5 separate regions of the Mus musculus genome follow, and all the other regions are linked to region 5. The links are chromatin contacts, called in public promoter capture Hi-C maps. All regions are on one chromosome and are shown on one strand. The core of a region is the stretch at or near the end of the contact, and the rest is flanking DNA. Distances in the headings are between cores, read along the strand shown.

Region 1 (5,082 bases), core at 1,494-3,993, 130 kb after region 5:
CGACCCCAGCAGCATCTCTGAGTCTGCCCTCAGCTCAGTTGCCTCAAGGAAGCAGCCAAAGGCCACTCCACCTGAGATCTCACATAGCTCGTGGCTTTCTCCCTCTGAAGCATGGCGAATCGTTTTCCTCCTGTGTCAGCTACCCTGCAGGAAACTAGAAATCCTGCCTCTTCCTCCCAGCCATCGGCTGCTAACATCTTTACTGATTGATCACCAATTGGGGAACAGAACCTTCAGCATTGTTCCCAATGACAGCATCAGAACCATGCCCTACAGAGGTTCTAATGACCCCACACACTCAGGACGCTACACAGTGATACTAAGGGGAAACTTCAATTGCTACCAGAAAAAGAATTGCATGTCACTGGGCCTGGTGGCACAACCTTTATTCCCAGCGCTCTGGAAGCAGAGGGAGGTAGACCTCTATGAGTTCTAGGCCAGTCTGGGCTACAGGAGAGCCAGATATATATAGACCCTGTCACAACATACAACAAAAAATTCTTAAGTTTTCTTTCTTTTCTTTTCTTTTCTTTCTTTCTTTTTTTTTTTTTTTTTTTTTTTGGTTTTTCGAGACAGGGTTTCTCTGTGTGGCCCTGGCTGTCCTGGAACTCACTTTGTAGACCAGGCTAGCCTCGAACTCAGAAATCTGCCTGCCTCTGCCTCCCAAGTGCTGGGATTAAAGGCATGCGCCACCACGCCCGGCCTTAAGTTTTCTGATTGTGGCTTTTAGAGTCTGTCTTTCTGTCTTTCTTTCTTTCTTTCTTTCTTTCTTTCTTTCTTTCTTTCTTTCTTTCTTTCTTAGTCTTTCCTTCCTTCCTTCCTTCCTTCCTTCCTTCCTTCTTTCTTTCTTTCTTTTTTTTTTAAGATTTACTTATTTTTTATTTATATGGTACACTGCCACTGTCTTCAGACACACCAGAAGAGGGCATCTGATCCCATTAAAGATGGTTTTGAGTAACCATGTGGTTGCTGAGACGTGAACTCAGGACCTCTGGAAGAGCAGTCAGTGCTTTTAACCACTGAGCCATCTCTCCAGCCAGTCCTTTTTGTTTGTTTGGTTGGTTGGTTGGTTTTTGGTTTTTCGAGACAGGGTTTCTCTGTGTAGCTCTGGCTGTCCTGGAACTCACTCTGTAGACCAGGCTGGCCTCGAACTCAGAAATCTGCCTGCCTCTGCCTCCCAGGTTCTGGGTATAAAGGCGTGCGCCACCACGCTCGGCCCGCTTTTAGAGTCTTAAGATTTGGGTTTTAGATCCTGTGAGCTGGAGTTAGAGGTGTTTGTGAAGTGTCTAACACAAATGACAAAAACTGAATTCCAGTTCTTTCTAAGATACCAGACCTTAACCACTGAGCCATGTTTCTAGATCCTGACCCTCCTTATCTCAATGAACAAGTTTTAACACCAGATCTTCTGTTCCTTAAGTGTCTAACGATATTTAACAAAACAGTCAATAATTTCTCTGCATGCAGAGCGACTAACCTGGACACCCCTGCATTACCTTTATAAAAGTTGAGGTTAGGAAGACAATGAGTCTGGCTTCTGTGACATTGCTAACACCACCATTTTCAACTTGCTCTGGAGCTGGGACCTAGGCAGAGAACCGTGAGTCAGTGATGCGATCTGTCAAGTTCAAGCAGCAGGGGGTTACAAAGGCCTGCCGACTAGGGTCTGGAGATAAGTGGGAAGCAGTCTGAAATAATATACAGGGGCATGCGCGTGCATACACACAGACACACGCACCCACCGCGGACATGCGCTGCACAGGCAGAGTTTATTTCCAGAGAAGCACATGACGACGCATAAAAAGCACTCCACACCTCTGGCTGGCTCTCACACGCCTCACTGTTGTCTGTCTCTGATCCTCCTAATTCCATCCTTCCTAATTACCCCAACCTTAAGAAGTTAACCCTGGGGCTGGTGAGATGGCTCAGTGGGTAAGAGCACCCGACTGCTCTTCCGAAGGTCCAGAGTTCAAATCCCAGCAACCACATGGTGGCTCACAACCATCCGTAACGAGATCTGACTCCCTCTTCTGGAGTATCTAAAGACAGCTACAATGTACTTACATATAATAAATAAATCCTTAAAAAAAGAAAAAAAGAAGTTAACCCTGACATGTTGTCAACCTATAGAACAAAGACCCCAAGAGACTGTAGCCAGGAGGTGCCATAACGCACAACTTTAGTAGCTCACTTGTGAGGCACAGGCAAGGATCATAGATCTCAGAGTCTGAGGCTGGCCAGGGGAGAACCAGGACAGACAGACAGGACTGTGGTGCTGCGCTGAGGTGTGGACGTACGTACGTATGTACGTACGTGAGCATGTACTAAACTTGGTTCTAAGCAATCAGGTCAAAAAGGTACAGTAAGCTGAGAAATTTAAATACTAAGACAAATATTTTAAAAGAACTGAAAATGTTCTTCACTCTGCCCTTACCTTGTCTGTGTTAAGGAAACACACGGGATTGTCTGGCTCTAACACTCCAGCCAGCCAGGGGCTGTCAGAGTAGTCGGCATAAAGCTGGAGGCTCAGCCTTGCGTCCTTGAGGTTGGGCAGGGCTAGCACTGCGTTGGCCACTCGGTCTGACCCACACTCCAGTTTCCCTGCGTATGTGAGCTTGTTGCTCAGGGACATAATCTTCCTGGAAGAGTCAGAGAACAGAGAACACCACCTGGGTTTGAATGGGGACGGAGAAGGAGCAGCCAGGCACCCAGGGCTGGCGGGCTGCACACACCTGTTCATTCGGTATTGCACGGTCAGCTGCACCACAGCGCTCTCGTTCCGCTCCAGCCTCTTGAACAAGCTCTCGCTCATGCCCAGAGCTCTGCCAACAAACCATATCATAAACACACCGAAGCGTCCCTTGAAAAGAATCCAACTCCTTTTTTACCTTTAGCTACCGATCCAGAGATGTGCATCTGCTTTGCCTGCCCACCGTGATGATCCAGTGGAGGCCAGAGGTCAACTTTCTTTAGTGACCCTCTCCTTCTGCCACCTTAACTGAGGCTCCAGGGATCAAACTTGCTCCTCAGGCTTGGGAAGGGCTTTTCCTGCTGCGCAATCTCACTGGTTCTCAAAAATACAGCTTAAAATAAAAACTTGCTCTTTTTTTTTTTTTTTTTTTGAGACAGGGGTCAAATCGAACCCACAAACTTGAAAGGTAGCACTGGATGGCCTTGAACTTCTGACCCTCCAGCATCGATCTCCCAAGTGCTGGAAATCTGTGCACTAGGCTTGGGTCATGCACCACTGGAACGGACCCAAGGCTCCGTGCACGGCAGGCAAACACATTGAGAGCTGAGCCGCATTTCCTACAGTTAAAGCTTCAGTACTGGGTGGTGACACGGGTCTGCCGTCCCAGCTCGCTAGACGCCTGAGGTGGGAGCCTGAGGCAGAAAAGATGCTTCAAGCCTGGATAATATGGCAGAATCCATCTATTAAAACCAAACCAAGGGCTGGAGAGATGGCTCAGTGGTTAACACTGCTCTTCCGAAGGTCCTGAGTTCAAATCCCAACAACCACATGGTGGCTCACAATCATCCGTAATGAGATCTGACGCCCTCTTCTGGAGTGTCTGAAGACAGCTACAGTATGCATACATATAATAAATAAAATAAATCTTTAAAAAACAAAACTGAAACCTGGGTGAGGGCACACAGGTTGGGAGGCAGAAGCAGGCAGATCTCTGGTCTACAAAGTAAGTTCCAGACCAGCTGGGGATACACAGCAAGACTCTGTCTCAGAAACAAAACAAACACTAAAATGAAATGTCTACAGCCCACTGTTATCAACTGAACATAGTGAGAAGAGAGAACAAATATCAAAGGAAGAATTTCCTCCATCAAACTGGCATATAGGAATGTCCAAGGGGCGTTTTGTGATTGTTCTCTGATGCAGGAGCAGGGCCGAGCCCACTGTCCCAATGCTGGACAGAGGCCTGGGAGCGAGCCAGTCGGCAGTGCTCCCTGTGAGCCTGGGAGCGAGGCAGTCGGCAGTGCTTCCCGTGAGCCTCTGCTGCAGTTCCTGACTTCACTTCCCCCAGTGGTGAACTATAATCTATAAGCCAAATAAAATCTTTCCCTCCCCCAGGACGGTTTTGATCAGTGCCTGACACAACAACGGGACACAGACAAGAGCATCTACCCACCTTGCCTCTCGGTTTACAACCAGGGGAGGCAGCTGCTGATGGTCCCCCACCAGCACAAACCTCCGCGAAAAGAACAGTGGGCCCAGGCAGACGGGCTGGCTGATTTGAGATGCTTCATCCACAATACAGAAATCAAAGGTTTTTCGGGAAAATATTGGGTGATTTATTCCCATGCAGGTTGTTGCAACAATAGGCTACAAGCAAGCACAGAAAACAAGCCATTTACCAAATGTCAAAGATGGTACTTGGGTCCCCGTCCCGGCCTCTTTCTGAAATTAAAAGATCAAAACCACCCCCCCCTCCAATAGCAAGAACCTCTCAATACTATTTAATTCAGAAACATGTATCGTGTGTTTGTTTCTTGAGAGACTCTTGTTACTTACTTAGTCTAGGATCGCCCTGAACTTCCTATGTAGCACAGGTTGGCCTGAAACTGCTGGGTCTAAGGCGACCGCTAGCCTGAGCTTCCAAGGGAGTTGAGAGATCAGACACACACCATCATACCTGGCACATTACTAAGTCCCTTGCTCTGCAAGAGATGCTGTGAAGAGGATAAAGGCAAAGAGGGAGACCAGGAAGCCATATATGCAGAAGACCAGAGCCTAATGTGCATAGTGCCCCAAACTCAAAGCAAGCCAGGCCTAGAGGCATGGGAGTTGGGGGGGGGGGAAGGCCTGGAGCCATGGGGGGAGGCATGGAGCCATGGGGGGAGGCATGGAGGAGCCATGGGGGGAGGCATGGAGGAGGCATGGGGGGAGGCATGGGGGAGGCCTGGAGCCATGGGGCACTGGCCTGGAACCCCAAGCTCCTAATTGACTTCAAGGTAAGCTTAACTACAAAGAAACTTCAAGGTGTGCCTGGTCTAGGACATAGGTGACAGACAGAGACAGAGAAACAGATGGACTCCCTGGGGCTTGATGGCTGGCCAGCCAGTCTA
Region 2 (4,522 bases), core at 876-3,375, 150 kb after region 5:
CAGAGCCGCGAGATAAGCAGCCGAGAGTTGGCTGTGTTCTGCCCAAGTCAATCTTCTGGTTTTCTAGTCTTGTTTGATCTGAAAACCTTAAACTTAAGAAAGACAAGGGGGAGAATTCCTGTTGTAAGAGCTGGAGGCTGGGGCTCAGTTGGTAGAGGGCTTGCCAAGCGTGCACAAAGGCTGGGGGTCGATCTGATGGCCAGCACTGCACAAACTAGGTGTCTGAGTGTGGTGGCTCATGCTTCTAACCCCAGCACCGAAGAGTCAGAAGCAGGAGAACGGAGTCATCCTTAGATGCGTAGGCAGTTTGGGCTAGCCTGGACGACATGCGGAACCATCTCAAAGCAAACAAGAAGTGAGTCTTCTCCTTTTAAAAGGTATATGAGCAATAAGGGAAGCTGGACACGATGAACCACTCCCATGGCTAGGGAGGCTGGGGCAGGGGAACTACCACAAAGTCAAGTGTTGCAAGAGATCAAACACAAAGAGCCAGACACCCAAGCTGCTTTAAGTAAGGAAGCAGACTCTCTCTAGAGGGTGGCTACCATAGCTCCTGAAAGCACAAGACGGTAATTTTGTAAGTTTCTGCCTTTGTACTTGATACATGGTTACATATATTCTGATCAGTATTCAAACTAGAAGGCAGTAATGGTTAGAACTGGGGAGGGGTACGGGTTAGGGTCAGTCTACAAACAGGAGAATGCCCACCAGTTTGGCCAACTCTCACCAATACCTGGACTAGACATTAATCAGCCTGTGTGGCTTTTTCTTGGGCCTCCAGGGCCCACTCCTACCTCCTAACCACACAAGGTTAGCCTGGTCTACAAAATGAGACCCTGTATAAAACAACAGCAACAAAACAAACACTTGGGAAGTGGAAAAAAAGAGGATCAGAGATCAGAAGGTCAAAGCCGTCCTGGGCTGGCTACACATCTCAGCTCGAGGCTAGCCTGGGCTACCTCAAAAACTGGAAAATACCAAAAAGGGCTTCTACCACAGTCGAAAGCAATTAGGAAGTACAACTAAAGAGAGCTAGTCCTGTCCATTTTCCAGATAACTGATATACTGGGCATGCCAAAGTTCAGTGGCATAGCACCTGCTGTGCTGGGCATGACAATGTTCAGTGGCACAGCACCTGCTTGCTGTACCTGGTCCGCCCAACTACTGCTTGAAGGAAAAAAGAGGGACGCGGGAAGCAGCATGAAAGGTTCACTGCAATTGCTGCCAGGAGCTGCCAATCATACTAATCTTTATGGCATTAGAGGGCTTGGACCTACTGTATACCGGGTGTAACACCTCCAGGAGCTCTTAAAAGATATATTGAAGGGATGGCACGAGCGCCAGGAGATGCCTCTAAACTCAGGCACTTGCATATGTACACTTAAGTAAATTTAAAAATAAATAAAAGCCGGGCGTGGTGGCGCACGCCTTTGATCCCAGCACTCCGGAGGCAGAGGCCGGCGGATTTCTGAGTTCGAGGCCAGCCTGGTCTACAAAGTGAGTTCAAGGACAGCCAGGGCTACACAGAGAAACCCTGTCTCAAAAAACCAAAAAAGAGAAAGAAAGAGAGAGAGAGAGAGAGAGAGAGAGAGAGAGAGAGAGAGAGAGAGAGAGAAAGAAAGAAAGAAAGAAAGAAAGAAAGAAAGAAAGAAAGAAAGAAAGAACGAACGAACACTGGGTCGTCTGACTAAAGGCGATTCCTGGCAAGCCTTCAGCCCGGAGTTTGACCCCGACGTCCCACGTGAAAGAAAATAACTAGCACGGGTGCTCCTCCGACCGCCACAAGCGGGTCTTCCGCACATGCAAATAAGACAAAATCAAATCCAAAGTATCAATGACAGGGGTGGGCTGACGTGTGAAAAAGCAGCGGGCTACACCAGCAAGCTCAGGTCCCAATTAAGACTGGCCGACGATCACCCTCCAGCTAACACCCGGGAAAACCGCGCAGGTCCCGCTCGCGCCCGCCGCCCTCCCGCAGGCTCACAGCTCCACCCGCGGCACGGCCTCCGCTCCGCCGTCCTCTTCCAGCAGCAGCAGGTCCAGCTCGTCCAGCGGCTCCATTCCTGCCGAAGCCCGCCGGGAGAGCGGGCAGCCGTAACTCGCGGCGCTAGAGAAGCGCCAGCTCGCTGCGCATGCGCAGCAGGCGCCCCGCGCGCCAGCGGCTCCCGCGCTCTCCGCGCCGGGAAGCACAGCGCCGGACCGGAGGCGCTTTTCCGCCGTCTCCACTCCAGGACCGGATGCCTGCATGAACCTGCTGGGCTGCCGCGCAACTGCACGCGTCTCATAGCAATCCCCCGTCTCGGGCTTTTCAGAGCAGGAGAGCGGGAGATGCAGCTGAATTTCCACTACGAACCTGTCTTGTTGCAGGGATCTGATGCCTCCCACCCTCTGGCCTGGAAAGGCATCCTCATGCACATAGTGCATAGTACTCACAAACACACACACAAACAAAATAAATTTTTTAAAAAGTAAATCTAAGCCGGGCGTGGTGGCGCGCGCCTTTAATCCAAACACTTCAGAGGCAGAGGCAGGCGGATTTCTGAGTTCGAGGCCAGCCTTGGTCTACAGAGTGAGTTCCAGGACAGCCAGGGCTACACAGAGAAACCCTGTCTCAAAAAAACAAACAAACAAACAAAAAAAACCAAGCCATCAAAACAAGGATAAAAAATTACTTTTAATATCATATGGATTCTATAACAGACATAGAAGGCAATTTCTTATTTTAGAAAATATCTTCAGTTCTCTTTATTGATAATATAATTGCGATATTTATTTTATAGATTTAAATTACCTTAAGATTGAATGGAATAATTAGCTACAATGTAGTCCAGAAATTAAAATATACAAAAGAGTTTTATAAACAGACTTATCCCCACTCCTGGTACATTTACAAATCACATGATACATTTTTATTTTTAAAGTAAAGATTATAAAAATGAAACTAATTCATCCAATTTTTTCCAAGATGTGACAAGAAATATTTATATACATGAAAAAATGCAGAAATAACATTTGCAGCTTAATTTTAATGTTTTAAAAATCACATCAGTTCTACAAATAACTACCTCTAGAGAAGGCTTGATGCTTCTACTCCATGGGTCATGCTTACAACAAAAAGTGTTCTAAACACAATGATCAGAATTCTTATATTCTAAACAACCTTTTTAAAATGTAACAATCAAAATGTGGTTTATATTTACGCTTCGGACTATGACACACTAAAATTACATTACATGGAAGAACTTATATCTTGACATAATACCTCAGAAACATTGCTTCATCTAAATTGATGGTCCATTTACATTTCCTAGTACATACCAAGTTATTTTAGACAAGCATCTACAATGCTACTCTCCTTTTAAGGGCAAAGATATTTAATCTTTATCATAACTGCCTCTGGGAAACGCAGTGGCATGATAATCAAAGTTCATGGTAATAGCATTTGAACAAGACCTGGGACTTTCTTCATTTGTTGACAATCTCCTTTCAAATACAACAGTAATTTTATTGAGAAGGAAGGACAACTGGGGATATACCTCAGTGTACAGCTGACTTTCTGATGGGATCTCATCATGCCTGCCATGTACAACGTCCTGGACTCAATCCCCAAAGAGAGTTAGAAAGAAAGAGCGCAAGGAAGGAAGTGCTTCTCAAACCACTAGACGGAAAGGTGTCTTTTTACCCACTGGAGAGAATTCTGAGAAGAAACATAATAAGAACACTACTTTGTTGCTGGCTCTGTTTCACAGACCTTACATTTTCAGTTCTCATTCTGCTACAATAAAAGGAAGTCAGCTGATTTAAATAACATTACACAATGTTAGAAGGCTGGAGATGTAGTTCAGAGGTAGAGCGCTTATCTAGCAAGATAGGCAGAGAGACCCTGAGTTTACTCCCCAGAACAAGTAGAGAAGGGACAGAGTGGGAGGGGAAATAACGAGCGGGGTTAGCGGGCTGGGGTGTGGACCATTGGCAGTGTGCGATTACACAATCAGCATGCATGAATGTGATCCCCAGCACCATCCTAAGAAAGGAAGAGGCCAGTGACATAGCTCAGTGGCATGGCGCTGGCAGGCTGGGGATGTGGCCTAGTGGGTACATGTGCTTGGCATGCAAAGGCCCTGGGTTCGATTCCAGCCCCTCCCCCTCAGTAACCACAATTACAATGCAGAGTTTGGAAAGTATGGTAGGACTAAGGGCAATCTCTTGAACTCAAATGCGAACCTTCTTTTCCTTCCAAATAACACTTTACCCAAGATGGCTTTTCAAGGTGCTAAGGTATAACGTTTGCCATTAATAAATATGTTGGAGCAGGCATGGTGACCCATGCCTGGAATTTCAGTATGTGGGAGGCAGAGACAAGAGGATTGCCTCTCTACAAAGAGGAGGTCTCTCCACAGTGAGGTCCAAGCCAGCCAGGGCAACATACAGAGATCCCATCAAAAAGAAAAAAACAAATTATGCTAAGAATTTTTGATCTGTGATTTTAAAACTCAAAGAAATCAAGTATTAAAATACCAGT
Region 3 (4,966 bases), core at 1,438-3,937, 180 kb after region 5:
GGGAAGCCAGGGCAGTATGGGAAGGGTTCATGTAGAGGTTTGAATGAGAATGGCCCCTATCTTGGATTTACTGCTGTAAACAGACACCATGACCAAAGCAACTCCAAGAACAATATTTAATTGGGGCTGCTTATAGGTTCAGAGGTTCAGTCCATTATCATCAAGGTGGGAACATGTCAGCATGGTGTAGGAGGAACTGAGTGTTCTACATCTTCATCTGAAGGCTGCGAGGAGAATACTGATTTCCAGGCAGCTAGGATGAGGGTCTTATATATAGTCCATGCCCACAGTGACACATCTACTCCAACAAGGCCACCACAAGTACTCCAACATGGCCACACCTAATAGTGCCACTCCTTGGTCTGAGCATACACAAACCATCATAGTTCCCAAAGTCTCATATTCTTAAATACTCAGTCCCTGTGCCGGGCAGTGGTGGCGCATGCCTTTAATCTCAGAACTTGGGAGGCAGAGGCAGGAAAAACCAAAAAATAAAATTAAATAAACAAATAAATACTGGTCCCTGGCTGGTGGAAATGTTGTAAAGGATTGGGAGGTGTGGCCTTGTTGGAGAAGGTAGGTCACTAGGAGTAGGCTTTGAGGTTCAAAAGACTCCCATCATGGCCAGTGTATATATACACACACACACACACTCACACACACATTGTGTACACATTGGTTTTTCAAGACAGAATTTCTCTGTGTAGCTCTGGCCATCCTGGAACTCATGCTGTAGACCAGACTGGCCTGGAGCTAATTCTGCCTGCCTCTGCCTCCCGAGTGCTAGGACTAAGTAACAAATGTCTTTTTAATCTGAGAAGAAAATAATTACATTCCCAAAACAGCTGCAAGCTATGACCCTATCTTTCCATAAGACCTCATGATGTGTATTTTTTTTATTGCCAGTCATAAATAATTAACTGAGCCGGGTGTGGTGGCGCATGCCTTTAATCCCAGCACTCGGGAGGCAGAGGCAGGCGGATTTCTGAGTTCGAGGCCAGTCTAGTCTACAAAGTGAGTTCCAGAACAGCCAAGGCTACACAGAAAAACCCTGTCTGGGAAAAAAAAAAAAAAAAGAAAAGAAAAACCACATAAATAATTACCTGATGACAACTCAAATAATCAATCATTGTGGGGAGGGAGAGGTTAAGAGATACAAACTTACAAACACCTGCTTACTGAAAGGGAGAGGAACCCTGGCACATGCAAGCCATCTGGTAGAGTAAGCACAAAGCACAGTGCTTCTTTTCAAGCAGTTACAAGCTTGTTTACCACGATTCCTGGAACCAGTTTTGGTTGTAGGCAGTTTTCTTTTTTTGTTTTTTGATTTTCCGAGACAGGGTTTCTTTGTGTAGCCCTGGCTGTCCAGGAACTCACTCTATAGACCAGACTGGTCTACAGCATGGACTACAGATTTGTTGTTCTTCTCAAGCCCCTCCCACTTTTGTCCATCAGTTTACCATCATCTATCTACAAGATTAACCAAAACAACAAAGCCAGGGATCTTTGCTATCACCTCCATCTATCTTCTATCGCATGACAAGGTCTGCGGGCCTGCTTCTCCAACTGTTTGGTTTTTGTTTTTTGATTTTTTTTTTTTTTTCGAGACAGGGTTTCTCTGTGTAGCCCTGGCTGTCCTGAACTCACTCAGACCAGGCTGGCCTCGAACTCAGAAATCTGCTTGCCTCCCAAGTGCTGGGATTAAAGGCGTGCACCACCACCACCGCTGGGCGGTTGTAGGCAATTTTGCACAATATCCTTAGTCATTTTATTTTGTTTTTGAGACAGGGTATCACTTTGTATTCCTTGCTTGCCCAGAACTTGCTATGAAGACCTGGTTGACCTCAAACTCAAGATCTGCCGACCTTTGCATCTGCCTGGTGCTGCGATTTAAGGCACATTCCACCATGTCCAGCTCATATCCTAGTCTATTTTTCAAAGTTAGCCTCTAGAGACGGACTGTGCGACATGTGCCTGTAATTCCAGCACTTGGGATGCAGAGGCAGGAGAATCGGGAGTTCAAAGCCAGCGTCAACTACATAAGGCTCTTGAGGTGGGGGGGCGGGGGGGAATACATTAAATATTCTCAAATCATTATCCGCACGCGCGCGCACACTCACGCGAAGGGGACGCGAGCCCAAGCTGGCCTCCACCTCCAAAACTTATTTTCCTTTCAAGCAAACAGCAAAACCCAATCCTACACTGTCACACGTGTTGTTTGTAACAGAAAGGGGTGGTCCCCACCATGTCCCACCTAAAGGATCCTGTTTTCAACCTTAAGAAATAGGTGCTTGGTTCAGCGGAGGGATTAGCCCCGGCTGCAGGGGCTGACGTGAAGGCCCGGCTGGGTGCTGCAGCAGGAGAAGCTCGGGACTGTCTGATCGGCCCGCGGACCGGCTTCAACACCCAGCCCCGGGGTCCGGGCGGCGGATACTGACCTCCGGCCAAGAAGGAACGCAGCCAGTAGAAGTCTCGGCGTGAGGTCGGGCCCCCGCTCCCAGCCGCCTGCGGCACCGCGGGTGCAGGCTCGGCCGCCGCCAGGGCCGCCGCAGCCACCAGGGCCGCCATCGGGACCTGCGCCACGTCCCGAGCCTCCGCTGCCAACTTACAAAACACTGGGCAGCACCATGGCTGGAGCCGGCTCTGACAGGAGCCCAGCCGCCGCGCGGGCGGGGCCAGATGATGCCCATGGCGCGCGGCGGCGAGGAATGATGACGCACGCAGCCGCCGCTGGGACCCGTCCAAGAGAGCAAGGCGGAAGTGGGCGTCACCCAGGGGGTCTGCGACACTCAGGGTCCCGGGTTTCCTGCTGAAGGTTTGCGAGCCTCTTGAGCCAGACCAGTAAATTCAGGCTTGCAGTCTCAGCACGAGCGAACCTGATGACTCCTGACCATGGAGATCAAGACCCGCTTGAGCTATGTAGTGAAGCTCATGCCTGTCATCCCAGCACTCAGGACTCTGAAGCAGGGGCATCACCTCCAGACCAAGACCAGCATGGGTAACTTAGTGAGTTCCCGACTAGCCCAGGCTGCAGAGAGAAAGATACTGTGTCAAAAGAAAATGCTAGACAAGCTAGCTGGCTCAACGGCTGAAGGCACTTGTCACTAGGCTGGCCGACCTGAGTTGTCTCCAGACCCGGCCTAGTTGAAGGAGACAGTCGATTCCCACAAATTATTCTTAGACCTCCATACATGCAACTTGGCAGCACGCGCGCCCACACGCGCACACACTATAATAAATGTTGAGAGCCATAGAGATGGCTCAGCGGTTAAAAGCACTCTTGTTCTTGTAGAATACCTGGGTTTGATTCGCGCGCGCGCGCGCGCGTGTGTGTGTGTGTGTGTGTGTGTGTGTGTGTGTGTGTGGTGTGTATGGTGCCTCTGGCATTAACACAAGCAGCTCAGCCTTCCCTGTCTTTCTGATCCACTCCCATCTTCTGATCTCACACACGATAAATTCTTTAACCTGCTGTCTTCACAAACTCTTTCTCTTTTATTTCTCCTTCTTTTCTTTTTCTTCCTCTCTCCCTGCCTTTCTCGGGACCGGCTATGGAGGCTTGGCTTGTTTGGAGATTCTAGCAGGGTGACACATCTATTCCCACACCCTTTATCAAAGATGGTGTCCTTCTCTCTTAGGGGAAGGTCATCTTTGTCCAAACAGGCATGTAGTTCTGGAAGCCATGTACATGGAGTGGGAAGAGGGGAGGAGACACTCACATAGACAAGCAGGTCGCCAGGCGTGGTGGTCCACGCCTTTAATCCCAGCACTTGGGAGGCAGAGGCAGGCGAATTTCTGAGTTCGAGGCCAGCCTGGTCTACAGAGTGAGTTCCAGGACATCCAGGGCTACACAGAGAAACCCTGTCTCGAAAAACAAAAATAAATAAATAAATAAATAAAAAGACAGCAGGTCAACTTGGTAATCAGTGGAGTGACAGATGGTGCAACTGCATCACCCTCACATCTGTGACCTAGGACTAAATACTAAATATGGCCCAGCCTGGTCTCTAGCCTGAGATACTTCTGCCTCAACCCTGCATGTGCTAAGAGTACAGGAGGATTTCACCACCACTCCTGGGGTGATCTTTATCTGTGTCTCTCTTCCCCCCTTCCTCTGTATCTCTCTCTCTCTGTCTCGGTTGTTCTCTCTGTGTGTGAGACGGGTGTCGGGGGAGAGAAAAAAAAAACAAACTAGGGATCCATTGACCTCAGAGCTTATCAAATGCTAGGCATTTGTATCTGACATCTAGGTTACAGGCATTTAAACTCCCCATCTTCTCTCCTAAGTATACTGTTCATTCAGCTTTCACCCTGCCACAAATGGGAACATTGTGTTCTGTCCATACACTAGAAAGACCACAGACCAGTCAGTCTCCCTGCTTTCTCTTGCTCTCTACTGTCTGTTTTTGACACAACAGCTAAGGCATTAATTCATTCATGTTGTGGTTGGGGGAACACATGTGTGGAGGTCACAGAACAGCTTCTGGAGTCAGGTGTTTTTCTCCTCACTACATGTGTCTCTTGTGGCTGGAACTCAGGCCTTTAGGTGTACTAGAAAGTACCCTTGCCCCACTGTGCCGACTTGCTGATCCTAAAGATGTAAAATAGCTTGGCATCGTGGCTCATACTTGTAAAGACAACATTGGAAAGGCTGGGGCAAGAAAAATGCCAAGAGTGTGAAGCCAACCTGCCCTACATGGTTCTGTCAAAGCCACCCTGAGCTACAGAGTGAAACCTGTTAGAAGAATAAGATTAAGGGCTTGAGGATGTAACTACGTTACATAGACTGCAACACGTTCTAATAGGACCTTCAGCACCAAAGTAACTGGATGTGGTGCTGTGCACTCCTGGGCTACATGAGAAGGAGACCCATCCTAAGCAAAAAAAAAAAAAAAAAAAAAAAAAAAAATTCTGTTTTTCTGTGTAGCCCTAGCTGTTTTAGAACTCACTCTGTAGACCATGCCTGCCT
Region 4 (5,231 bases), core at 453-2,952, 170 kb before region 5:
AATACATGGAAATGAAATCAGGACAAATCTTGTAAAAGAAAACCCAGCGGCCTTTTGTTCAGAGTACCAAGAAGTAATTAGTTAGAAAGGGACAAGTGCTTACCTTTAGAAAGTGCAAGCGAATGATAGTAACCACACGCAACCTGTACTATCTGGATATCCGAAAGACTTTTAATATTTCTAGAAAAGAAAAGAGAGCAGACTTAATTCCCTCTGTGGAACAAGTGGATCTTACGTGCTACTCATGTGCAACTCACTGGCTAGTTGTCTGCTGACTTTTCAGGGCATGCTGTCTCTTTCAGTCACGGCCAATTATCAAAACTTCAGGTTAAAACCAATAATCAGAATATACAAGTATAAAAAGATATGCTGAGAAAACACTTAAAAAGACAGAATAGAAGCAAGGTAAACCATGCTTATAGATAAACATCCCTCAGGATGCGTTGATCACTCAAGCATTTTCTTCCATTATCTAAGACTTTTCTTAATTTTTAGTGTAAAACCTGGCAGTTTATTTGGAACCTGGTGTTTTCCACATCTCCAACATCAGAATGATGGATCCTAGTCCCCCACCTACTCTTCTGCTTACAGCCACATCAGTGGCACTCCTGTTTCAACTAGGGAAATTTAGTCCATTTGCATTTATGATAATCAATGTCATTTATGATAATCAATAATCAGTAATGCTATCACACTCTCAGCTTTTCCTAGCCACAATGCGTTCCTGGGGAGTTGGGGAGGGCTGGCTGCTACATCCCAAGCACCTTACACACTTCCCCTTCACCTGACCAATCTTCTCCTGCTTTTCTAAATACAGGTTTCTCAAGGGAAAGGTAAGAGGAATTTTTCTTATCTGACTTTAGCTGATACTGCCACCTGACCTGACTCTGCCAACTCAAAGTCTGGAGCAAATTCTGAACAGAGTTTTGATCCCTATGATTTCCAAAGACAGTTGCAGTGAATATTATTGTGAGCAGGAAAAGGGGCAGTTAGCTCTAACTCCACAGTGCATAAGAATATACACTTTTATTTAGTATATATATATATATATATATATATATACACACACACACACACATATATAACCTGAGAGTTGTGCTGCTTTAAACTAGCAGGTTCTAATGTACCTTAAGTTTTTAACGGTATAACAGAATGCTATAACAAAATAAATGCAAAAGAGCTAGAAACAAAAACACATGGATGTGTTTAATTGTGCTAAAGTTGGTATTAACTGCTCCTGCTGGTGGGTACCACCCACACCACATTCATCTTTTCATTATTAACTTCAATTTACAAGTTCATATAAAACATTTCAAAATACTAAATTCTCAAAGAACCACACGTTTTCCTGTTTTCATACAGTTATCACTACTATATATTCATTTAGTGTCTGTCTCATATGCTAAACAATGAACTCTATAAAGGCAGAATTCATCTTATATCCTATATCCACGGGACTCCCAAAGCCTAACACAGTCACAGCCAAATATCACTTGGTGAATGCACCATTTTTCAAGGTCTACAGAGTTTGAAGCCAGTCAGAACTACAAAGTGAGACACTGTAAAATTAAACAAACATCTTAAATGACAACACACTAAATTCTCTAGTTAAAAAAAGTGACTGAGCTCGGCATGGTGGAGCAGGCCTTTAATCTCAGCAAAGGCGAGTGGATCTGAGTTCAAGGCCAGTTTGGCCTACATAGTTCCAGGACAGTCCCTCTTCAAACAAACAAGAAGAGTAACTGAGTGAATTACAAAATCCAAACACATACAGCTGCTACTACTTCTTTTTGGTTTGTTTGAGACAGCCTCACTTGGTGGTCCAAGCTCACCTAAATGACAATTCTGGCTCAGACTCTTCACTGCTGGGACTGAAGGTGTGGACCACCCCAATTAGATCCTAAGAGCTGCTTCTAAGAAATTCATTTTACCTCTAAGGACAAAATGCAAGGTGAAGCAATGGAATAAGATACTCTAGGCAAAGAGAAGTAACAGAAAACAGTAGCCATACTTCTGTCAGATGAAAGGGACTTTAAGTCAAAAGCAGTAAAGAGAGGCAGGAGCACTATGCAGTGCTAAAGAGTCAACTCAGAAAACAATTCAATATCATCTGAGCATCCTAATATGCAAAACACGTCCTCTAGGTATTCTAGACCTAAGTGAGATCAACTCCAACACAGTAACACAGGACTCTAATGTCCCACTTTGTGTAGTTGACAGGATAGCCAAGAAAAACTCAATACAAAATCAGAAGTCAAAAGGTACCCTAGACCAAACTAGCCTAGCAGACAACTACAGAACCTCAGAACCTTCTACACAACAGCATGTGGAATATTCTCCAGGGTATGGCTGAACTACCTAGTAGGCCACAAACCAATTCTCAATAATGTATCTTCCCCCTTTTCTTAGTTTGATAAAGGTCTCACTTATTATTCTGGGCTGTCCTCAAAGTTGTTATTAATCTGAGGACGACCATCTAAAGCTTCTGTCACCACCCTGGTACTGGGATTAGAAGAACATGCAATTGGATCTTGGGGGGGGGGGGGCGGGTGCCATGTTGCAACAAGGCAACAAGCACTATCTCTCAAATAAGCTCTACCCCTAGCCCCTCAATTAAAAAAAAAAAAAAAAAACAAAATCTTTTTTTTTTAAAAAAGATTTATTTATTTATTATATGTAAGTACATTGTAGCTGTCTTCAGACACTCCAGAAGAGGGAGTCAGATCTCGTTACGGATGGTTGTGAGCCACCATGTGGTTGCTGGGATTTGAACTCAGGACCTTCGGAAGAGCAGTCGGGTGCTCTAACCCACTGAGCCATCTCACCAGCCCCGACAAAATCTTCTTTTTTTTTTTTTTTTTACAAAATCTTATCTTTTTCAGTCACAATACAATAAAACTAGAAACTAGTAGCAAGAAACAACTAGAGACTAAATAACTATACAAAATTAAACAGCTTAGTTCTAAACAATCAAATGGATCAAAAGAGGAAAAATTTTCTTTAAAAGGGGGGAAATAAAAACACAGCAAACCTATGGACTACAGGAAAGCTGTACTGAGATTTCAGCAATCAGTACTTACGTTAAAATAAGACCAAAAAAAAAAAAGAAAAAAAAACCCTGCAAACATCCATTCTTATCTCAAAGATCAAGAAAAGCAAAAACAAAAAGCACCCAACTTTAGTAAATGGAAAGAAAAATAGGTACCACAGTAGAAATAAAGAAATAGAGTTGGTTTTTGTTTGTTTTTTTTGTTTAAATGTACAAAGTTTTTCAACAGACAAAAATGGGCATCCTCCTAAGTAGATTAATAAAGTAGTCATGGGCCAACTAGATGGTTCAGTACTGCAGCACTTGCTGCCGTGTCTAAAGATCTGAATTCAACTCCTGGAACTCACGACGGAGAAGCACTATGTCCTGCACGTTGTTCTGACTTCCACACATGACACTGCTGCATATGCACACCCACATATACACATACATGCAAAAGAAATGCTAAAGGTATTTAAAATAAAATCAGAGATGAAAAGGGAGGCATTACAAGTGATACAAAATTACAAAGGACATTAGAGACTATTACAAACAACTCTACACAATAAACCTCATCACCCAGAAGAAACAAGTCAATTTCTGAACATAAGCGCTTTGTCAAAACAGAACCATCAAGAAACTCAACAGACCTGTAACAGGAGCAAGATAGAATCAATACTAATGTGTCCATGGAAAAGAAAGCACAGACCTAAGAGCTTCTCTGCTAAATTCTAAAAAACATTTACAGAACTGATACTGATTCTTAAAAAAGTCTTTCTTACTGACTCCTATTTCAAAAAACTCAGAGAAATGAATCCATCTACTCTGATACTAATCACAAGTAAGGACACAACAAAAAAGGAAGCTAGAGGCTGAACACAGAGGTATAAACCGGGCATATTGCATGAGGCAGTGGTAGCACATACCTCTAATTCTGGCAGAGGCAGAGGCAGGCAGATCTCTGTGAGTTTGAGGCCAACCTTGTCTAGTTCTAGGATAGTCAGGGCTACACAGAGAAGCCCTGTTTCACAAAAGCAAGGGGGGCATATATAAAAAGTCTTTATTATGTTGAGATAAGAAAAGAAATTCAACAAAGGGCTGGGGAGATGGCTCAGTGGTTGAGAGCACTTGCTGCTCTTGCAGAGAGACCCATATTTGGTTCCCAGCACCCACATGTCAGCACACAACCATCTGTTGCTCTAGCTCAGTGGTTCTCAACGCTTAGGGATGGTCAAACAACCCTTTCACAGGGGCTACATATCCAATACTTACACTGCAATTCATAACAGTAGCAAAATCACAGTTATAAAGCAATAAAAATAATTTTATAGCCGGGCGTTGGTAGCGCATGCCTTTAATCCCAGAACTCAGGAGGCAGAGGCAGGCGGATTTCTGAGTTCAAGGCCAGCCTGGTCTACAGAGTGAGTTCCAGGACAGCCTGGGCTACACGAGAAGCCCTGTCTCAAAATAAAACAAAACAAAACAAAACAAAAAAAAAGAAATTTATGGTGGGGGGGTCACTGTAACGTGAGTAACTGTATTAAAGGGAGCACTAGGACGGTTGAGAACTACTGCACTAGTTCCATAGAATTTGATACTCTCTTCTGCTTTTCTGGGTTCCAGGTACTCTTATGGTACATACATATATATACATGCCGGCAAAAAACACACACATAAAAAAATAAGATCTTAAAAAACAACAAAAGCAAAAGTTAACATTATAGTGGATAAAAGCTAAATGGTTTCCTTCTAAGATATAAACCAAGAGCTGGGCATGGTGGTACATACCCAGTACTGAGGGTTTCCATTTTAATGGACTTCTAGATTTAATTAATAAACAAACAAAACCAATAAATCCTTTTTTAAAGAAAAATCAGAGAAACATGCAACCACTAGGTATTTTATTTGTTTGCTTGTGCTTTTGAGATTGGGTCTCTCTACACAGCTCTGGCCGTCCTAGAGCTTACTCTGCAGACCAGGCTGGCCTGGAACTGACAGAGAGCAGCCTATTTATCTGCCTCTGCCTCCTAAGTGCAGGGATTAAAGGCATTGGACACCATGCTCAGCAACCAATCAGTATTTAATAAATATTTCAGCCGGGCATGGCAGCGCACGCCTTTAGTCCCAGCACTTGGGAGGCAGAGGCAGGCAGATTTCTGAGTCCGAGGCCAGCCTGGTCTACAGAGTGAGTTCCAGGACAGCC
Region 5 (5,214 bases), core at 2,024-4,523:
TCAAATGTGAACGTTGGAAAAAATACTGTAGCTGGTCTGGAAGTCTTCAGAAACAACGGAATGAAGATTGAGAATATCTGAGTACTGACTTCACAAAGGTGTGTGGTGTGTGTGTGTGTGTGTGCTTGTGTGTGTGTATTTGTGTGTGTGGTATGTGTGTTGTGTAGTGTGTGTATAGTATATGTATGTGTGGGGTGTGTGTGCTCAGGTATGTGCTTGTGTGTGGTGTGGTGTGGTGTGTGAATGTATGTGTGGTGTATAGTGTGTGGTGTGGTGTATGTATGTATGTGTGAGTGTGTGCTTGTATATGTATGTATGGTGTGTGTGTTTGTGTATATATGGTGTATATGTGTAGTGTGTGGTTGTGTATGTGTGGTGTTTGTATGCTTGTGTATGTGTGGTATGTTTGGGTATATGTGGTGTATGTGTGTGGTATATGTGTGTGTGCTTGTATATGTGTGGTATGTTTATTTGCATGGTATATGGTATGTGAATGTGTGTGTGTGTGTGTGTGTGTGTGTGTATATGTGTACGCGAAAGGTCAGAGGTCACCCTCAGGAGTCCTCCTACCACCTTCTTTTCTTTTCTTTTCTTTTCTTTTCTTTTCTTTTCTTTTCTTTCTCTTTGTCCTAGCATTTCCTCGGGCTGTGGAGTCAAGAGGTTAAGCTTTGTCTCTATAATCTTCAGTGAAGAATCCTGAGCCATCACTATTATCTTATTAACAGCATCAGGTGAAAGGGGAGACCCCTCAACAGCCTTCCAGGGGACCCATAATAGTTAGACTTTGGATTATTTTTTTACGATATCGCCTCATGTAGCCCAGGTTGGTCTCAAACTCACCATGTGGCTAAGGATGCCTGGGAACTTCTGACCCTCCTGCCCCGACTCCTGAGTGATGGGATTGCAGGCACTTCATATAGAACTGCGAATAGAACCCAGGGCCAGGCTAGGCAAGCACTCTACCCCCTGTGCCACATCCCTGGCAAATGCTGTTAAGCAACCATTCTGATGGAGATGTCCTATATATTTATTTAACATACAGGCTGTGTTGGTAGCTGGGCTTTGGAATCCATACTCAGAAGATGTGGGAGCTGTTGCTTTTGTTGACTTGTGACAGATTCCAAATGCACTGATAACTTCAGTGTCCTGTTTTTTCTAACTGTGAACAGGCTTTTCCCCCAATTCACACAGTATTGTTGAGCACAGCCTCTCTAGATGAAGGCTTTCATCTGTTCGTGGCTCAGCAAACTTGTTAAAGCGATCTAAATCCATTCCGTGTGTATAGACACTCTCTTTTGACCATGATGGTAGTGAAGCCTTCACTGTTCAAATCGTAAATTATAAGGAAAACACTTCCACAAGCAACATTAATTTTCCTGTTGTTATAGAAACAGGAATACTCTTCTGGGTGGCTATGCATCAGCATCTGCAGATGTGTACAATTGTGTGTGTGGATGTTCCTGCACACTTGTTAGAATGGATGTATCTGGATACTTATAAGATAATTTAGTAAGGAAACTAAAATATTGAATATTAAATATCTTCGTACCTGATAGCTACATGTTATTTCAATTTAGCTTAATGTTACCCAGGGTGATTCTCCTGCCTATTTTTGAGAAAGCTGAGATTGTAAGGTGAGCCACCACACTGGCTTGGGAGGAATAAAACCACTCCCTGTCTATACCCGGACGCATTCAACATCACCCCTCCCAATAGCTCTTGAGTGTCTCTAGGAAACTAGTAGAATATGTGTAAGTTCAAAACACACTCACATTAGTATTTTACAAAATCTATATTTTAATGTGTACAGTTAAAAAAATACAGAGCGCTCATACCCAAGTACTCTACCAGCTCCCCAACCCTCGACCCCAGGGGGGAAAAAAAAGTCTTACTCTATCTGATGCATGCACACACAATATACGGAGCATAAATGCATTTACACCACAAGGTAGCTGCTCAGAACATAAACAAGTCACATAATACAACTTCGCCCAATAGGGACAAACTTGCACAGTTTAAGAAGGTAACTAACTGTCTGATGGTTTAGTACCAGTCTTATTCAATCTTTTTTTTTTTTTTGACATGGGGTCTTAAATATTTAAATATATATGTTTCTCCACCTCCTGAATGACGCTAGGATTACAGGCCGTGCATCACCGTGCTCTGCCTAAGCGGCAGCTGGGGCTCAACCCCACTTTTATACATGCAAGACAAGTCCTCTACAAACTCGGCTAGACCCCAGCCCCGTTGTCTTAGGCTAAAAGGAACAGAGCATTATTTTCACAGCAGTCCAAAGTCATTCGCGATGTCCACTCATGAAACCTACAAAACACAAGAGAAGTGGAGATAGGGAGGCAATGAACTCATTTCATCTACCTGTTTGAAACGGGAAGGAAATTAAGCAGAAAAGGTGATTGAGTTTTCTCCCCTAAGACCCAAATGGCCCCGAGGCTTAGCTGGCCATGGGGAAGGGCTCCGGCTGGAAGCCGAAGAGCCTCTGCCCATAGGGCTCAGGGTCTACCTGGAGCCTAGCACCCGGGAAAGGGAGGTAGGGGTGATCGCGGCCCCGCTGCTCGCAGCGCAGCCCGACCCAGTCCCGCTCGGCTTCGGCTAGGATGCGGGTGAGCGCGATGATGTAGCTGAGCGCCATCTGCAGTGTCTCGTACTTGGACAGCTTCTTGTCCTGGCCCCACTGCGGCACCACCCTGCGCAGCCGGTCGAACGCCGTGTTCAGCCCCTGCATGCGGCGCCGCTCGCGCGCGTTGGCCGCCAGACGCCTGCGCGCCGCGCTCTCCAGCCGCCCGGGCCCCGCGCACGAGACCGCGCGCTCGGCTGCGCCCGCGCACGGGGGCGCGCCGCGAGCTCCCGCCGGAGGGCCGTGGGGTTTGCAGGCCGACTTCATCCACGCTGCCGCTCTGCAGGACTCCCAAGAGTGAATAAGACACAGACGGAGCGACTCACGTGCAGTCAGTCAGTGGCCAGAGGACACTGTGTGGGACCCTAGCTTGGGTCCTGCTGGGAAGTCCCTTCCCTTGCCCAGATGCAGTGGAAGTGATGCTCAGGAAAAAGTCATTCCTCCCCACTCCACCCCAAACACGTAAAGTTGAACGAGGAGGAAACTTTCTTGCAGTTTGCTGCGGATCGTTCTTGGGGGTCGGGGATAGAAAGCCTTTCCAGTTCTCTGGGAAAGCCTGAGACTGCTTTTCGGGGTGACGAAATCTTCCCAGAAGCTCTGCTAGGTCAGGAGCGTTTGGACAGCTTGCAGTAGATGTCGGACAGAGCGATGAGGGAGGAGAATTTATAGCCCAGGGCTCAAGGAGGGAACAGGTGGTGGCAGGTGGGCGGGCGTCCCTCCGCTCCCATCTCAGCACCTTCCTACCCTGGGAACGGCAGGGGGGAGGGGGCGACGCACAGCAAAATCCTGACATCATTGCCTTCGTCTGTTGAAGTGTCTCCAAAGCTATGTCCAACGCTAACTAACACACCATCTGGAGTGGCCTGGTCTGACTGTCCCCAATAGAATAAGAAGGTGGGGGTGAAGGGAGAGCCTGGTCCATCTTTTCCCAAACCAGCAGGAAGCTTACATATCAAAAAACAAAGGCCGGGTTTTTAAATGATTAAGTAGAAAAATCATTTTGCGGGAAGATGTTGCTTCTAACATTGCTAGGGCGTATCCGAAGGTTATCAAGATTTTGCTTTGTTAAGAAGCGGCGATAAAGTATTAACATTTTCATTTAATTTACTAAATAAATTCATACAAATTAGGAAATCCAAATACTGTTGCAGGCCTGGAATGTGACTCTGTGAATAATTTCTGTGAAACAACTTAAGATGAATCCAAAGATACAAATGTGTCAGTGTTCACCTCGATACTATGTTCTGTGGGTTCCAAGGCCTTGACAGGTTTATTCAGCAGCTCTATTTCATTTTCTTGTTCATTAATATTGAGCCACAAACTGAAATGATAACTAATCGCTTCATTGTTTACCATTTAAACTTAACAAGACATCTTCATGCACGTGTGTATGCAAAAACGGAAACATCTAAATAATTTGGGGAGTTTAAAAAAATCTTAATGCATTTTCTTTTTGCCTGTCTCTTATACCACTAAAAATATTTCATGCAATTCAGTGTTGTTCTATGTCCTCTGTCCTCAAGAACAGTAACAAAACATGATTTCCACCACTGATAATTATTAGATTTACACAGAGAAATCTTTAATTATCCCCTCTCGTCTCAGCTTGTTTCTTGTTTTTCAGGGGAGTGTAAAGGCAAAGAAACAGGCTCTAATATTTTCAGTTCTATATTTCAGGAAGGGCCAAGGAAGCTCTCTCTCCTTTCGAACCATGGATGTAACCTCAGATTTTTTTGTTTAGTTAAATCGTCTACATACAAATCAAGAGGCCTTTTAACTTGGACTTGTTTACCCCGCTGGTACCTCAGACTACAGCCCCAACACCACCACCCTGACTTCAAGCCCCGTCTTCCCATAAATAGTTTATTAGTCCCCAGCTAAAGCACTGACGGGGAAATGAAGTTGAATAACTTGAAGACAATGGGAAGCAATTGAACATTAATAATCTTCAGAGCGACAGATGTTGGACACAGACTTTTTGCACAGAGCCACTCAGCTCCATCACTCCTCGGTCCTAACAGTCACGTTGGGAGCAGCAGTTCTGCGCTGGGAACAACTGTGTTCTTTAGTCATCAGGATGTCAAACGTTCGCTTTTTAAGGTTTTCGCAGAAGTCTGCTTTCTTTGGGCTATTGTTCTTCGTATTAATTTAGCTCACCCTCCTCCCCTGAAGAGTCCCCTCTAGGAGACACCGCGGATTATCTCCCTGCACAACAGCCCATGTATTCCTGCCCATTAGTGTCCAGAGTATTAATAAGACATATGGTTTTGCAAATTGTGTATCCGGGATAGGTTAAGATTTCTTGGTCCACCTAACCAGAGAATCAAAAGCATTATCATAAAGGGGAAGAAGAAACACTGGAACACAAGCTACATGTGACATGAAATTGATCCAAAGTTAGAGGACCTTAACTAAAAGGGTGTCAGGGGGCGGCGGCGGGGGGGGGGGCGGGGGAGCATCTAGTAACGCACTTCCCACAGGCTTCTTGGAAGACATTGAGAGCACTGCTATCCCACACCTGGACAGTCCTGTGACACTCATGACGGAAAATCGGCACAGGAGAGATTCTGAGATCAATA

What was found. Promoter capture Hi-C pulls out the DNA fragments that hold promoters and counts their contacts.
Region 1: a contact with region 5 is called in a promoter capture Hi-C map of liver. The contact joins the enhancer-like site here to the promoter of Atoh7 in region 5. A contact is called at or near these places in 12 of 39 promoter capture datasets (3T3-L1-derived adipocytes, the C10 cell line, the HPC-7 cell line and 8 more), 2 of 15 datasets of contacts at CTCF or cohesin (large pre-B cells and pro-B cells), 1 of 484 Hi-C or Micro-C datasets (the G1E-ER4 cell line), 2 of 115 datasets of contacts at active chromatin or transcription factors (embryonic stem cells and large pre-B cells) and 4 of 9 other capture datasets (embryonic stem cells, liver, macrophages and 1 more).
Region 2: a contact with region 5 is called in a promoter capture Hi-C map of liver. The contact joins the promoter of Dna2 here to the promoter of Atoh7 in region 5. A contact is called at or near these places in 9 of 39 promoter capture datasets (3T3-L1-derived adipocytes, the HPC-7 cell line, cranial neural crest and 5 more) and 2 of 9 other capture datasets (liver and macrophages).
Region 3: a promoter capture Hi-C map of liver shows a contact between it and region 5. The contact joins the promoter of Slc25a16 here to the promoter of Atoh7 in region 5. A contact is called at or near these places in 9 of 39 promoter capture datasets (the C10 cell line, the HPC-7 cell line, cranial neural crest and 4 more), 2 of 484 Hi-C or Micro-C datasets (the N1E-115 cell line and embryonic stem cells), 2 of 115 datasets of contacts at active chromatin or transcription factors (large pre-B cells and pro-B cells) and 3 of 9 other capture datasets (adipose tissue, liver and pancreatic islet).
Region 4: a contact with region 5 is called in a promoter capture Hi-C map of liver. The contact joins the enhancer-like site here to the promoter of Atoh7 in region 5. A contact is called at or near these places in 7 of 39 promoter capture datasets (the HPC-7 cell line, the SN4741 cell line, embryonic stem cells and 3 more), 1 of 115 datasets of contacts at active chromatin or transcription factors (embryonic stem cells) and 1 of 9 other capture datasets (pancreatic islet).

Annotation. Positions count from the first base shown.
Region 1 is chr10:62,964,157-62,969,238 of GRCm38.p6, reverse strand. Dna2 (DNA replication helicase/nuclease 2) reads right to left here. Exons shown (of 21, transcript NM_177372.3): 15 at 4,146-4,339; 16 at 2,733-2,822; 17 at 2,435-2,639; 18 at 1,497-1,586. Among named protein-coding and RNA genes, the nearest start is that of Rufy2, 14 kb to the left of the region's middle. Within about 2 kb of position 2,743, at least 6 of the 459 cell types and tissues checked have an H3K27ac peak or open chromatin away from gene starts, as enhancers often do. A contact at or near this core is called in liver, where this site is marked.
Region 2 is chr10:62,944,632-62,949,153 of GRCm38.p6, reverse strand. It overlaps Dna2 (DNA replication helicase/nuclease 2), which reads right to left and starts at 2,125. Exons shown (of 21, transcript NM_177372.3): 1 at 1,985-2,125. The coding sequence starts at 2,061. Slc25a16 (solute carrier family 25 (mitochondrial carrier, Graves disease autoantigen), member 16) reads right to left here. Exons shown (of 9, transcript NM_175194.2): 9 at 2,660-4,522.
Region 3 is chr10:62,918,354-62,923,319 of GRCm38.p6, reverse strand. Slc25a16 (solute carrier family 25 (mitochondrial carrier, Graves disease autoantigen), member 16) reads right to left here and starts at 2,687. Exons shown (of 9, transcript NM_175194.2): 1 at 2,439-2,687. The coding sequence starts at 2,568.
Region 4 is chr10:63,264,577-63,269,807 of GRCm38.p6, reverse strand. Herc4 (hect domain and RLD 4) reads right to left here. Exons shown (of 25, transcript NM_026101.4): 5 at 104-180. Among named protein-coding and RNA genes, the nearest start is that of Gm51767, 10 kb to the left of the region's middle. Within about 2 kb of position 1,702, at least 3 of the 459 cell types and tissues checked have an H3K27ac peak or open chromatin away from gene starts, as enhancers often do. A contact at or near this core is called in liver, where this site is marked.
Region 5 is chr10:63,097,844-63,103,057 of GRCm38.p6, reverse strand. Atoh7 (atonal bHLH transcription factor 7) reads right to left here and starts at 3,273. Exons shown (of 2, transcript NM_001364648.2): 1 at 2,522-3,273; 2 at 1,778-2,322. The coding sequence starts at 2,902. The coding sequence ends at 2,314.